Regions from separate parts of the Mus musculus genome. Here all the other regions are linked to region 1. A link is a contact called in public Hi-C, HiCAR-type and promoter capture Hi-C data. All regions are on one chromosome and are shown on one strand. The core of a region is the stretch at or near the end of the contact, and the rest is flanking DNA. Distances in the headings are between cores, read along the strand shown. Region 1 holds the start of Pacsin2 (protein kinase C and casein kinase substrate in neurons 2). Region 2 holds the start of Shisa8 (shisa family member 8). Region 3 holds the start of Cyp2d22 (cytochrome P450, family 2, subfamily d, polypeptide 22). Region 4 holds the start of Cenpm (centromere protein M).

Region 1 (3,093 bases), core at 33-2,532:
GTTTCTTTAAAGCCTCTAAACTGCACACATCACACAAGTTTTTCATGTAGTGGCCTCACGGCTAAAGTAGCATAGCTTCACCAAGGAGACTGCCAAACTCTACAGTTCAGTGTAAATGCACAGACTAGAGTGTTCCAGGAAAGTCAGGAGAACCCCCAACTACGCTAACTCTCAAATCCGGACTTCTGTGGAAAAGTGAATCTGAGCGCCCAGGGACGGAAGAGGGAGGCTAACACAGAACCCAGTTCACCTGGCTGATCCCTTCACCAGGGGCTCCAAGCTGACAATCCCAGAGGTGCAAGACCAGAACTTAAGCAAAGTGGAAAACCTGCAGGGGGTAGGAAGGTGTGAGCTCACGTCCACAACTCGGGATTAAATAGATTTACATCAGGACAGTGCAGAAGTGTTTTTGCTAAACCGCTAATGAGTAGCCCTGGAGACTGTCAGCAACCTACTCCCCCTTCATCACTAAACCTAAGGACAGCTGCGGTCAAGGGAAGCCGACAAGGGCCAGGGATGGTGCACACAGCCCGGACCAAAACTATCTTCCCTCAAGGGGCCAACAAGAACGCAGCACCCCTGGGGCGTGTCTACTTCCAGGTCTAACCTCTAAGGCCTTGAGATCCCTAGCCAGCTCCTCTGGATCCACTCCTGGAAAAAAAGAAAAGTGGACCTTCTCAGAGGGGGTCCGCAAGCCTGGGGTCTTTGGGAAGAGAAGAGAACGCGGCTCTAGAGCCCCCACGGGAGGTAGGAGGGAATTGACGATTCGGATCCACTGAGTCTCGAAAACTATGAAAGTCAAAAAGGACAGCATGCAGCCTTTCCTGTCTCGCCTCACACCCCTAGTTCGTGTTCACCGGTCAGGCTTGGCTCTCACCACGGCGGTCACAGAGTGTGGGGAGGACGGAAATGGAAGGCAAGAGTCTGCAAAGCGCCCCATGAGTGCGTCCGCGTGGGACTCGTCCGCTCCGGCCGCCCTTCGGGCCTCCCGGGCTCCGCCCGCCGGCGCGTGGCCCCCCGCGCGCGGACTAGAAGTTTCGAGCGGCGCGGCCCCGCGCGCTCGGCCCCAGCGCGGCCTGACAGGGGTAGGCGCGGCCACCGACCCGTGTCCCAACCGTCGCGGCGCACCCCTCACCTCGGCCGCCGTTCGCCTCGGGTCCCACTGAGCACGCCGCCCCGGCCGGGCTGCGACTCCGACCCCTTCCCGTTCCGCTCCAACCGAGCTCCCCGGCCCTGCCCAGACCCGCCGCAGCCGCTTCTGCCGCCAGCCGCGACCGCGCCGCCCCCGCCGCGCCCGCTGTGCTCGCCCTATTGGTTGCCTGCATCCAGACCCCGCCCTTCGGCCCAGCGGCGCTCCAGATTGGATAGTCTAAAGCGGAGGCGGCACGCCCCCCCAGAAGCTAAAGGAACTACCTTGGGCTAGCATTAGCGGCCTTTCCTGTCAGTCAAACGAGGAGCTACTACTTAAGCCGCTGAGAGGCCAACACGGGTCACTCCCTGGGAGACGCCCAAAGGACCGGGACTAAAGGACTTTTTTTTAAAGTGGGCCAGAGTTTTGTGGTTTCCCTAGCACCCAGAACAACTGCGGTCCCTGATCTATAATTCAGATAAGGTGGACTTTGAGAAAGTTTCCTCGGATCTGGAGAAATTGCTACTTTTCTAGAGGACCCGGATTCCATTCCAAGTACCTAGTACGTAGAGGCTTACCCTGATCTGAAATTCCAGTTGGAGGGTTATCTGTCTGACGCCCTCTTCTGGCCTTTGTTGGTACCAGGCACGCACGAGGTACAGACATGCTAACACTCATACACACAATTTTTTTTTTTTTTTAAAGAAAGTTTCCTCCAAGCCAGGGATGGTGGCGCACGCGTTTAATCCCAGCACTCAGGAGGCAGAGGCAGGTGGATCTCTGCGTTCATGGCCACTGTGGTCTACATAGTGTGTTACAGGCTAACCAAAAACACAAAAAAGAAGAGGAAGTGGGGTGGAGAGACTTCCCTCCAGAGGATGCCGATATGGCCATCAGAGCACCAGACAATATACAGACTTTCTGCTTCTCACATAGCGCTGCCAGATAGGAGGTTGGCCCTATGAGCAAAGAGAAATAATGAGCCAAAACGGCTAATACCTCGCTGAGCACTACCTCACACAGTCCCGGCCAGGAGGACAGTAAGCGATGCGTGGGTGAGGGTCTGAGAAACTGACAGCAGGTAACTTTCTGGGAACTGTATGGAGTAAAGAGTAAATGGTGGCAGACAGTGGCTAGTGTCTGTAATCCCAGTACTCAAGAGGCGGATACAGGAGAATGGCTGAGAGCTCCAGGCAGCCTACGCAACCGAGTAATTGGAAGAAAGAAAGAAAAAAAGGTAAGGTCAGCCTGGAATATATAGTAAGACCCTGCCTCAACCTCCCTGCAAACAAAACAAAACAGAAAAGGCAGATGTAGTAGGTAGCACTTGGAAGGTAGAACAGGAGGGTCAGGAGTTCAAGGTCATCCCCAGCTACACAGGAAGTCCAGTTTTCAGGCTGGACATAGTGGTACCTGCCTGTAATCTCAGCATTTAGGAGGTAGAGGCAGAAAGATCAGGAATTCACAGTCATCCTCAACTGCATAGAGAGTTCAGGTCAGCCTAAGCTATATGAGACCTTGCCCCTCCCCCACCCAGAAAATATAAAATAACCTCCCCCACTCATATCCTTACAGTGACCAACATTTTCAATATGTATTTATTTATGTATTTATTTAATTACCCAGAGGCTAGCTGTATTGCCTGTAAAATACCCTTTTAACAATGATGTCTGTGACTCCTTCAAGAAAAAAAAAATCATCTCAGTAATTCCAATGTCTAGAAGTAGAGATAGCCAGGCATGGTGGTACATGCCTTTAATCCCAGCTCTCAGGAGGCAGAGGCTGGCAGAGCTCTGTGAGTTCAAGTCCAGCCTGGTTTGCATAGTGAGATTCAGGACAGCCAAGGCTACATATCCAGACTCTGTCTCAACAAAACAAAACAAAAGAATACAAGGTGGGGGGGAGCAGCTGGCAAGTGTTCGGTGAACCTAGCAAAGACAAGGGGCAACAATATCAAACACAGT
Region 2 (3,157 bases), core at 579-3,078, 1.3 Mb before region 1:
TGCCCCTGTGCACATCTGGTCCACCACATGTGTATGGTGGGGGAGGGGGAGAAGGGGCAGCTCTTTATTATAACTCCCACTTGCTGCCTGTTGCATGTGGTGCCAACAGTCTACATGCCCAGTGGGGCTGGGACCTGGGTGGAAAGGAAGGGAGAGCACAAACAGGGCAGGGGATTTGCTGGGGGGCCTAAGTGGAAGAGATCCAGCCATGGTCAGGACAGAATTTCAGCTCCCAGCGTTCCCATTCGGCTGACAAGTCAAAATAAACTCAAAACTTAGCCAGCATCTGGCAGGTCTCTAAAACACAGGTCTACATCCCTCCACACTCCCATTCTGAGCAGCTGGAAAGCCAGACCTTTGCGGGGGGGGGGGGAACCTTTGCGGGGGGGCGGGGTTTTACTGGGGAGGGGATGCTTCTGAAATTCCAAGGAATGAAGGTCAGGTTTGAGTCACACTGGGTTGGGGAAATGGATGGAGGTGGGAGGAGGGCGGGAGAGGGAGATGCAGCAAGGGAACCCGGCAAGCATCCTCTCCCTTCGCTAAGCCCACGACCACCTTAAAACTGCCCCAGTCCAGTGGCTTTCCTGACCATCGTCCGTGCCTCATTCCTTGGACAGCGACTTTTTGTCTTCCGCAGAGGAGGTTAGAGCCACAAGGAGGATCCAGAGCCCAGTACAGGCAGGGAAGGTCAAGGGGAGAGAGAGCTATCAGGTATCTATCTCCCTCTGTGAAGCAGAGACGGGGGAGAGAGGTCCAAAAGAACAAAACAAAACAAAAAGAGAAAGGGACTGCGGAGAGGCCAAAGATTTAGAGGGTCCAGAAGGATGCAGTTGCAGTGAAATTTGGAGCCAGCTAGGGACAGTGAAGACAGGACGGGCGGGCAGGCAAGCGGGCGCACTCACCTGGTCACCGTGCGCCGAGCGCGGGGGCTGTGCGCTCTCTCCAGGCCCAGGCGCGCCCCGATGCCGACCAGCACGAGTAGAGCGGCGACACCGCACACCGCGTAGACCGCAGTGTGGCTGCGCTCCCGGGCCGGGTCGCGCGGGGCGGCGGTGTCACGGGCGCGGGCGGGCGGCCGGCCAGTCTGCACCCAGGCCGGTGTGTCGTAGTTGGAGCAGCGGCTCTGGTCCAGGCGGCGCGGGCCGTCGTGGCAACAGAAGCGGTAGCCGCACGTGCCGCAGCAGAAGCTGTAGACGCCCGAGCTGCAGTTGAAGGGCGGGTCCCACTGGCCCATCACGTCGTAATAGCCGCGGCAGCGGTCGCCTCCCGCCGGTGCCACGGTACCGGACCCTGCGATCTCCTGCTCCTCGGGAGCCCCCGCGCGGCCCGACGGCGACCCTGCCAGCAGCAGCGCCAGTCGGAGTGCGAGCGGGAGCCCATGCGAGCGCCGGCCACAGCGCTGTCCCCGCGCCCCAGCGCGCTCCATGCAGCCCGCTCCTTCTGCTATTGCGCCCGGCGCATGGCTCGGCGCGTGGCCGCTCTGCCAGGCTCCCCCAGCCCTCCGGGACCGGTCGCTCGGTCGCCCAGCTGCCCGCGCAGTCTCCCCGCCGACGCCTCCTGGTGCGTCTGCGGTTCCAGACACAAGTGAGCTCGGTGTAGAGTACGCGGGGCTGGATCTCCGGTGGGCGCGTTTTCCTCCGGGGCTCACCTCGGACTGCGCACGGTGGAGGCGGGCGGCGAGTGCTCGCCTGCACAGTCCCCAGCTCCCTCTGACCCGGGAGGGCGTGCGGGGCCTGGGTCTTTTGGAGACTGCGCCGGGCGGCGGGTCGCCGGACACCTCTGTCTTCCCGCCGCCCGCTCCGCGGTGCCCGCGCTCTGGCTCCGGCTCCGGCTCCGGCGCGGGCTCGGCGCGGGCTCGGGCGGGCGGGAGGGAGCGAGGGGAGGAGGGCGGGAGGGAGGCAGAACCGGGGGAGGAGCGCGGCCGCTGCGCCGGGAGGGAGGGGTTCTGTAAGGTCAGTGCAGCAAGCGCGCCCGACCAGGGACCCTCTCCAAGACCTCCCTCAAACTGTTGTCGGAATTGGGCCCTCGAGGGGGCTCAGCTTAAGATCTGGGGATTCGGATCTTGGCAACCTTGGATGAGCGATTCCCTGCTTTTTTAAGTAAGGGGACAGAGGCATAGAGATCAAAGCAGCCTGGAATTCACTGGGAAGGGACTCACAAACACACACACACACACACACACACACACACACACACACACACACACACGCCCCAATGTTCCATTCCTGTGTCTGGTCCTGACATGAATGAGGAAGGCACAATAAGGACCCCCAACACAAAAATGGCAGAATCAAGCTTTGATCAACCCCTCTCTGGTCTGCCCCAGAGCATGTGCCCTGATTCTAAAACCTGGACATTTGGCTGGGGTCCTAGGATGTCCCAGTTCTGGAAACAGTCTGGCCAGAGCCCTCAAGTGGTCGGCTCCCCTCCGCGGCCTCTGCTATAGAAGGCTGAGCAGGTCCTGGGGACCAGGCCAGTTGTACTCCCCTGTCTGTCCTCAACTCTCACTCCCTGGGACTCCCAGGTCCTTTCACAAGCTTAGGGAAAGAATGAGGAGGCATGGCTCAATGCCCCATTCCACCACTCCCCCGCTGAGCTGCTAAGGAGAATATGACCCTGATGCCAGTCATTGCCTCTCCCTGCCTCAGTTGCTATGGTTAAGGTCAAAAGGTCTTCTTGGAGCCAGGCAGTGGTGGCACTCACCTTTAATCCCAGCACTTGGGAGGCAGAGGCAGATGGATTTCTGAGTTCGAGGCCAGCCTGGTCTACAAAGTGAGTTCCAGGACAGCCAAGGCTATACAGAGAAACCCTGTCTCGAGAAAAAAAAAAAAAACAAAAAAACAAAAAAAAAAAAAAAACCAACAACAACAAAAAGGTCTTCTTGGTGCCAGCAATGGCATAGCAGTACTGAAGGCTTGCGGAGAGGTTGAAGAAGGAGGACCACTTGGGCTCACAACTTTGACCAGCCAGGGCAATGTGCTGAGACCCTGTCTCAAAAAGCAAACAGAACAAAATAGTGTCCTTTCACACACTAAGGACAAAGCAGGGGGATTCCTTGAGGCAAAATTAATCTAAATCAGAGGTCCTCAACCTTCCTGATGCTGCAACCCTGTGACATAGTTCCTCATGGTGACCCCCACCATAAAATTGTTTAATT
Region 3 (3,358 bases), core at 503-3,002, 1.1 Mb before region 1:
AAAAATGTACTTGGACCCAACTGTCTCAAAGTCGTAACCTCTGATTCATCATCAGCGTGAACTTGCGAACTGTGCCCTAGAGCTTAGAAATCACACACGGAACTGGCAGTCTGAAACCGGGCAAGCTATAGCAGTATAAAAGCCTAACACAGAGCACAGAAGCTGGTGACCCACTTTAGTCACTGTCAACACTTGGAAAACATTCCATTCACTTTCTCTTGAAACATTGTGTTCCATTAAGAATTACTCCAAAACCTTTAGTTCAGCTGCTCTGCTGTTCTCCTTGGGAGCCCCAAGGCAACTCTTTCTAGCTCCTTCAGACAGTCCCTGCAGGAAAAACCTCCGACCCTTCACACCCTCAGAGCTGGGGGGTGGGTGGGCAGTAACACTTTCAAAACTTCAGGGCTAAATACACACGGTAGTTTACTTGTAAGCAGCAGGATTGCATCAAGTTCAAGGCCAGCCTGAGCTACGGTATGGAATCTGGTTTAAACCCACGAAACCAACAGCTGGGAAGGAAAGCAAATCTCTAGAATAGTCTGTTAGTTAACATAGGCAAGAACTGTAGGACACTTGGTGCGAGGAATGCTTGGCTGTTTACAGAGAGAATACTCCAGTGTCTGCTGCTGCCCTGACACCCACAAGAACTGGGTGGGCTGCTGGGTAGGGACAGCCATGATAGAGTACAAGGTATTAACTGTACATTCTAGTTGGTGATAGAAAAAAAAAGGGAATTTCTACACTGAACATACAAGGAATTTCACTCCCTTTTTTTCTATCCTTCCTTCCTTCCTTCCTTCCTTCCTTCCTTCCTTCCTTCCTTCCTGTTTTGAGACAGAGTCTCACTATGTAGCTTTGGCTGTTTTGGAACTCACTATGTAGACATGTAGACCAGACTGTCATAGAAACTCACAGAGATCCTCCTGCTCCTGCTTCCCATGTGCTGGGATTTTGTGCCCAGCTCAGTGTAGATTTTTTTTCCTAATTAAATGGGGGTGGATCCTCTAAGCCAATCACTGACAACAACATCCCAGTTCCAGGGGGTGCAGCAGAGTTTGTGAGGTCCAGGGTCCACTCACCGTCCCCACCCTCTTTTCCCCACCTTCGCTGAGCCCCAAAGGGCAAAAAGAGAGGTCTTCGGAGAGAGGTCTGGTTTGCTTAGGTACCGCCTGTCCCTGATAAGGCTAGAATGCACGCCAAAGGGCAGGTTATGCAAAGGTCCAGGGTCAGGCTCCACTCTGCTTACTATAGGACAGAGATTCTCAGCCCTGCGGCCTGGCTACAGGCGGGTTCCCAGGCTCTGTGTCTTAGGGGATGAGCCCTTCAAAACCTGCCCTCTATCAGACTCTAGGAGGTTCTAGCATCTTAGCCTCAGCTTGGGACAATGGAAAACAGTTTACTCGGAGGCCCTTGGAGGTTCCCCTCTGCCCACTCCAGCCCCGCCCAGGGGGAGGGACTGCTACGCTCCAGTGCCAAGGTAGCCCCAGCGCAGGGGTTGGGGTGGGGGCCCGCCTCGCACCCCTTGTACAGCGAATGGGCAGACCCGCAACCCTGCAACCCTTGCCTTTACCGGTGCGTTCTGAAACTCAGCCGAGGAGAGGCAAGAGGTGTCTGGAGCCTCGCAGGAACAGGAGGAGTAGGAGCTCGAGGAAAAAGGGCAACTCAGGAGGATTCACTCTGAGGTGGAGGGGGAGTTGTGAGGAGCAGCAACTCTGAAGAGGAGGGCACGTTCTGACGGGGAGGAGGAAGAGGAGGAGGCGGGAGAGGAATGGGGTTGGGGGGGGGGGGAGAAGAGGAGGCGGGGGAGGAGGGGAAGGAGGCGGAGCAACTCTGAGGAGGATGATACATTCTGGGGAGGAGGCTTCCACTCTGAGCATGAGGGGGACACTCTGAGGAGGCGGATCCACTCCCGGGAGGTGAGACCGATTTGAGGAGGAGGAGGAGGAGGAGGAGGAGGAGGAGGAGGAGGAGGAGGAGGAGGAGGAGGAGGAGGAGGAGGAGGGGGGGCCTTCCTGGGAGGAGGCACTGCAACGAGGAGGCGGGGCTCTGAGTAGGAGGCTTCAGCCCTGACAGGTCCAAGGTCAAAACCTTGCTATCTCCCCCAGCACCCAGAGAGCCCCCTGGGACTTAGCTTGTGCTCCCAGAGGGATTAGGGACCACAGTGAGCGACAGATGGTTCTTGTGGACACTGAAGACAGAGGGAACTGCAGTGAGAATGTAAAAAGCAGTCATTCATTCACCCTTTACACACACGGGGATCATGCTGAGATTAAGAGTTAATTTTTCATCAGTGACCACAGAGACCGGAAGACCACACACAGGATAACACACGCACATCCTGAAGAACATCATCCACATGTTCTTTGTTAAGAATAAAGAAATGTCCTTCGGGAATTAAGTAGTAAGCAGGTCATTTCCAGATAAATGTAGAAGGTCATTGGTGTCAGTGGACTTAGCATACAGGGCGCAGTAGAGGGAGTTCTCCATGCTGAAACGAAGTGATGCTAGCCAGTTAACTCACAGCCATAGAAGAAATGAGCACAGGGCGCAGTAACAACGCGGTAAAAGTGCTAGCGTGCTTCGGGTTGTAAGGCCTTTCTTTTTGTCTGTATGCCTGAAAACCGATGCATAGAACACCAGTTACAAGTCTGTCTTCATGAGTACAAAACATATAAACATGCTATCTGTGGCAAAGATAGTATAGCGGGGAAGGGTGAGAGACTAGACGAGATGTCCTGTGTCTGTATACTACAGAAGGTAACTTGTTATTCAAATAAGGTTTTTGTAAGTTTAAGGTGTTGTTTTATGCCTGGCAGCTCACTGGTCAGCTATCCTGGGATATGTAATGTGGCAGTAACAGCAAGGGAGACCCTGCCTTAACAAGGAGGGAGATGAGAACGGAATCCCAGATGTTGTCCTTTGACCTCTCTAGATGGCATCTCCCCCAACTCCATGTACACACCCTAACAATAAGTTTTAAAAGATGCTGATTTAATCCCCAAAGTAAATAATGGGAATCAAATAAAATAAAAAAAAATAAAACAAATAAAAAAAAATAATAAAACAGAGATGAAAGGAGGGTCAAAGAGGAACACTAAGATACCACTTACACAAGAAGGGCAAGGGGAGGGGAGGGGAAGAGGAAAGGAATGCAGAAATAAAAAGGAAACAGAAGAGGCGATGTATAGCTGTGACATGAACACTTGGATCAACAGTGACTTGGGGGGGGGGAAGGATTGGTTTCAGCTTACACTTCTAGGTCACAGTCCATCATAGGACAGTCATGGCAGAAGCTGAAGCAGGCACCACAGGGGATTGTAGCGTATTTTTGTAAATGTTGCTTTTTGCTTCCTATTTT
Region 4 (3,104 bases), core at 510-3,009, 1.2 Mb before region 1:
CTCTCGGATCATGAATTAAGCAGATTAAACCCAAGTGTTACTAACAGAGCATCTCCTCTGTGCTAGTTACTGCTTAAGGCCTCGAGGATTCACCAGTGAACCAGAGTCAAAATCTCTGTCCTTAGAAGCCGATTGTGTGTGGTTTGGGGGTGGGGATCAGAGGCCTTCTTTTATTGTGTTGGTTTGTCTTATGCAGCCCAGGCTGGCCTGGAACTCGGTATGTAACAGAGAATGGCCTGGAGCCTCCTGCCTTCGCCTTATAAAGCTGTGGTTACAAATGTGTCCTTGTGTTGGCCTGGAGATAAACGGTGTTTATTTTCTACTCCCCTGGGGTTCTGGTCACCTTGTTATAGTTACTTTTAATTGTCAATTGGACACAACCTAGAGTCAGTCATCTTGGGGAGTCTCAACTTTCTAGATGCCTTGTAATGTTTTTAAATATTTATTTTATGTGTGAGTACTCTATCTGCATGCACCTGTAGAGGGCAACGGACCCCATTACAGATGGTTGTGAGCCACCATGTAGTTGCTGGAATTGAACTCAGGACTTCTGTGAGAGTAGACAGTGCTCTTAACCGCTGACCATCTCTCCAGCCTTCGTTTGTAATTTCTTAATTGGACTGAGGTAGGAAGGCCCACTACAAGTGGCACAATCCCCTAGGGAAGGATTCTGAGTTGTCTTCAGTGTGGAGAAAGCCAGATAAAAACTTGCAAGCATGTGCTTGTTCGTTGCTTCCTCTTGACTGTGGATATACAGTGACCAAGTGCTTCAAATTCCAGCAGCAATGACTTCTGCAGCAAGGAGCGAGCCAAACATGTCCTTTCTCCCTGAAGCTGCTTTTGTCGGGGTATTTTATCACAGCAAGAGGAGAAAGAAAGGAAACCAAAACACACCTCCCCCGTTGTTTTTACATGCTGACGTCTAAACTCTGAGCCTTGTCAATGAGAAAATACGCAACCCGTGAGTGTGTTTTTGGCGTGCGTTATGAGCTATGAACATTTGCAGAGACCAGTAAAGGAGCCAACTCGGCAACCATAGGCAGGATCACGGAGGACTGATGACAGCTAGGAGCGGGACCCTCTCTCCTGCAGGCTCCCGTCCCTCATGTTAGCCCAGAGTTCAGGCTACAATCTCAGCAACTTACACCCTCAGCTCGGACGCACAGTCATCTTTGAGCATCGACTCCGCCAGCTGCTGCAGAAGCGCATCCTCGGTGCTCACCAGCTGCGAAGGGAGAGAACCAGGCAGATGGAGATCCGAGCAGGGCGGCTCCTTTGGAGGGCCCCGCACTCCGAATCCCTCCTGGGGGTACACACTCAGCTAGAGGCGGCTCGGAGGGAGCCATTTCCTCAGAAGAGGAGCCCTAAGGAGCCATCCACGGAGGGGGACCGCCCGGCCTCCTCCTCGAAACGCGGGAAAGCCACGTTCGAACTGGAACGCCCACTCAGCCGGTGGTAAAATCAGCCGCGCGCCTATTGGTGGAGGCGTCCCTCAGCCTCGCGAGCCGCCGCTCCGATTGGTCCAGAGTAACGCGCCCGTCCGCCCGCCCCCCGCTGTCGGAGCGCGCTGAGGCTGAGGAAGGGCACCGGCTTTGGCTGCGGGGAAGCCGGTCCAGGGGCGCTGCCCGCACCTACCAAGACGGTAGCCCTGTTCAGGTCGGGCAGCTTGTCCATCGACCTCAGCACCGACATCTCAGCGGCAGCAGCGCCACTCGGCTCAGCGCATGGCGCTTTCAAACCGTCGCAAGGCCCGCCTCTCTAGTGGGCGGGGCGCGGTACGCATGTCCGGGCGGGGCTTTCTGAGCCGCCACTTTTAAAAGCAACCGCCACTCTTTTTTGTTTGTTTGTTTGTTTGTTTTTCCTTCGAGACATGATTTCTCTGTATAGCTCTGGCTGTCCTGCTGGGATTAAAGGCGTGCGCCACCACGCCTGGCAGGAACCGCCACTCTTAAAAGAGCCTGTTCTGTCTCTGCCCCTACTCCCCACTCCCAAGATTTATTTTTTTAAAGATTTATTTATTACATATAAGTACACTGTAGCTGTCTTCAGACACACCAGAAGTGGGTATCAGATCTCATTACGGATGGTTGTGAGCCACCATGTGGTTGCTGGGATTTGAACTCAGGACCTTCAGAAGAGCAGTCAATGCTCTTAACCTCTGCGCCATCTCGCCAGCCCCCCAAGATTTATTTTTAATTACGTGCAAATGTGTGTGTGTGCGCGCACGCGGACTCATGTGAGTGGAGGCGGCTGTAGAATTCAGAAGAGGGAGTCAGAGTCTCTGGAACTGCATTTAGAGGCAGTTCTGAACCACTTGACATGATGGGTATTTGGTTCCCATTGGAAGCAAATTCAGGTGCCATGTTAATTGCTGAGCCATCTCTCCAGTCAGCCTCTACTATCTTCGTTCTACAAAAAGATTTATTGCATTTAAAAAAAAAGATTTTCAATTTAATTTAAAATTTTTTTCTTTTATGGGTACGGGTGTTCTTGCCTGCATGTGCACCATGTGCACAATGCCCCCCCCCCTCCCCCCAAGAGGTTGTCAGTTAACCTTGAAACAAGTTACAGACTGTTGTGAGCTGCCATGTGGATACTCTGAATCCAACCTGGGTCCAAGAGCAGCCAGTACTCTTAATGGTTGGTTGTTCAGATAAGTACAGCCTGTTTCCCCACATGTCTATTCCCAAGGCTGTGATCTCTTTCTCCCTTGGTCTTGGGACTCCTCCCCTCCCGCAAGTACCAGGATTAGGGGCCTGAAAGGTACAAATGTATGAGTCCGGGATTCACTGAAGAATGGTACCCGGGATTCAATAGTATGTAAACACAGAGTGTTTTATTCTGCAGAAGTCTAGCATGCTGGGGTCTCCCATTACCAGAATAGAGAGACAACCAAGTAAGTTTGAAGGCCTGAGATTTAAAGCACAAGATATAGGTAGGTAACCTATATCTTGGTCCATCTCCACGGTCATTCCATTACCAGGGAATGGGGCTGGAAAGTGAGGTCTAGAAACTGTGGCTGAGGAAGTAGCTGAGGAAATCTGGAAACTGTTGCTGATCCATTGTCCTGGCCTCTGGCCAGGTGGCTAGGCAGCTCCTGATGG

What was found. Promoter capture Hi-C pulls out the DNA fragments that hold promoters and counts their contacts. Hi-C and Micro-C count contacts between places; a contact is called where the count stands out from the background. HiCAR-type assays count read pairs that join an accessible place to other places.
Region 2: a contact with region 1 is called in a promoter capture Hi-C map of embryonic stem cells, with 2.6 times the contacts expected there. The contact joins the promoter of Shisa8 here to the promoter of Pacsin2 in region 1.
Region 3: a HiCAR-type map of astrocytes shows a contact between it and region 1, with 5 times the contacts expected there. The contact joins the promoter of Cyp2d22 here to the promoter of Pacsin2 in region 1. A contact is called at or near these places in 2 of 39 promoter capture datasets (cranial neural crest and pre-B cells) and 1 of 115 datasets of contacts at active chromatin or transcription factors (astrocytes).
Region 4: a contact with region 1 is called in a Hi-C map of B cells, with 6 read pairs. The contact joins the promoter of Cenpm here to the promoter of Pacsin2 in region 1. A contact is called at or near these places in 4 of 39 promoter capture datasets (cranial neural crest, embryonic stem cells, hippocampal neurons and 1 more), 1 of 484 Hi-C or Micro-C datasets (B cells), 4 of 115 datasets of contacts at active chromatin or transcription factors (embryonic forebrain, embryonic stem cells and pancreatic cancer cells) and 1 of 9 other capture datasets (pancreatic islet).

Annotation. Positions count from the first base shown.
Region 1 is chr15:83,463,324-83,466,416 of GRCm38.p6, forward strand. Pacsin2 (protein kinase C and casein kinase substrate in neurons 2) reads right to left here and starts at 1,283. Exons shown (of 11, transcript NM_001159509.1): 1 at 1,136-1,283.
Region 2 is chr15:82,210,987-82,214,143 of GRCm38.p6, forward strand. It overlaps Shisa8 (shisa family member 8), which reads right to left and starts at 1,829. Exons shown (of 4, transcript NM_001207021.1): 1 at 903-1,829. The coding sequence starts at 1,426.
Region 3 is chr15:82,378,508-82,381,865 of GRCm38.p6, forward strand. Cyp2d22 (cytochrome P450, family 2, subfamily d, polypeptide 22) reads right to left here and starts at 1,753. Exons shown (of 10, transcript NM_019823.4): 1 at 1,571-1,753.
Region 4 is chr15:82,242,988-82,246,091 of GRCm38.p6, forward strand. Cenpm (centromere protein M) reads right to left here and starts at 1,760. Exons shown (of 6, transcript NM_025639.4): 1 at 1,636-1,760; 2 at 1,146-1,225. The coding sequence starts at 1,692.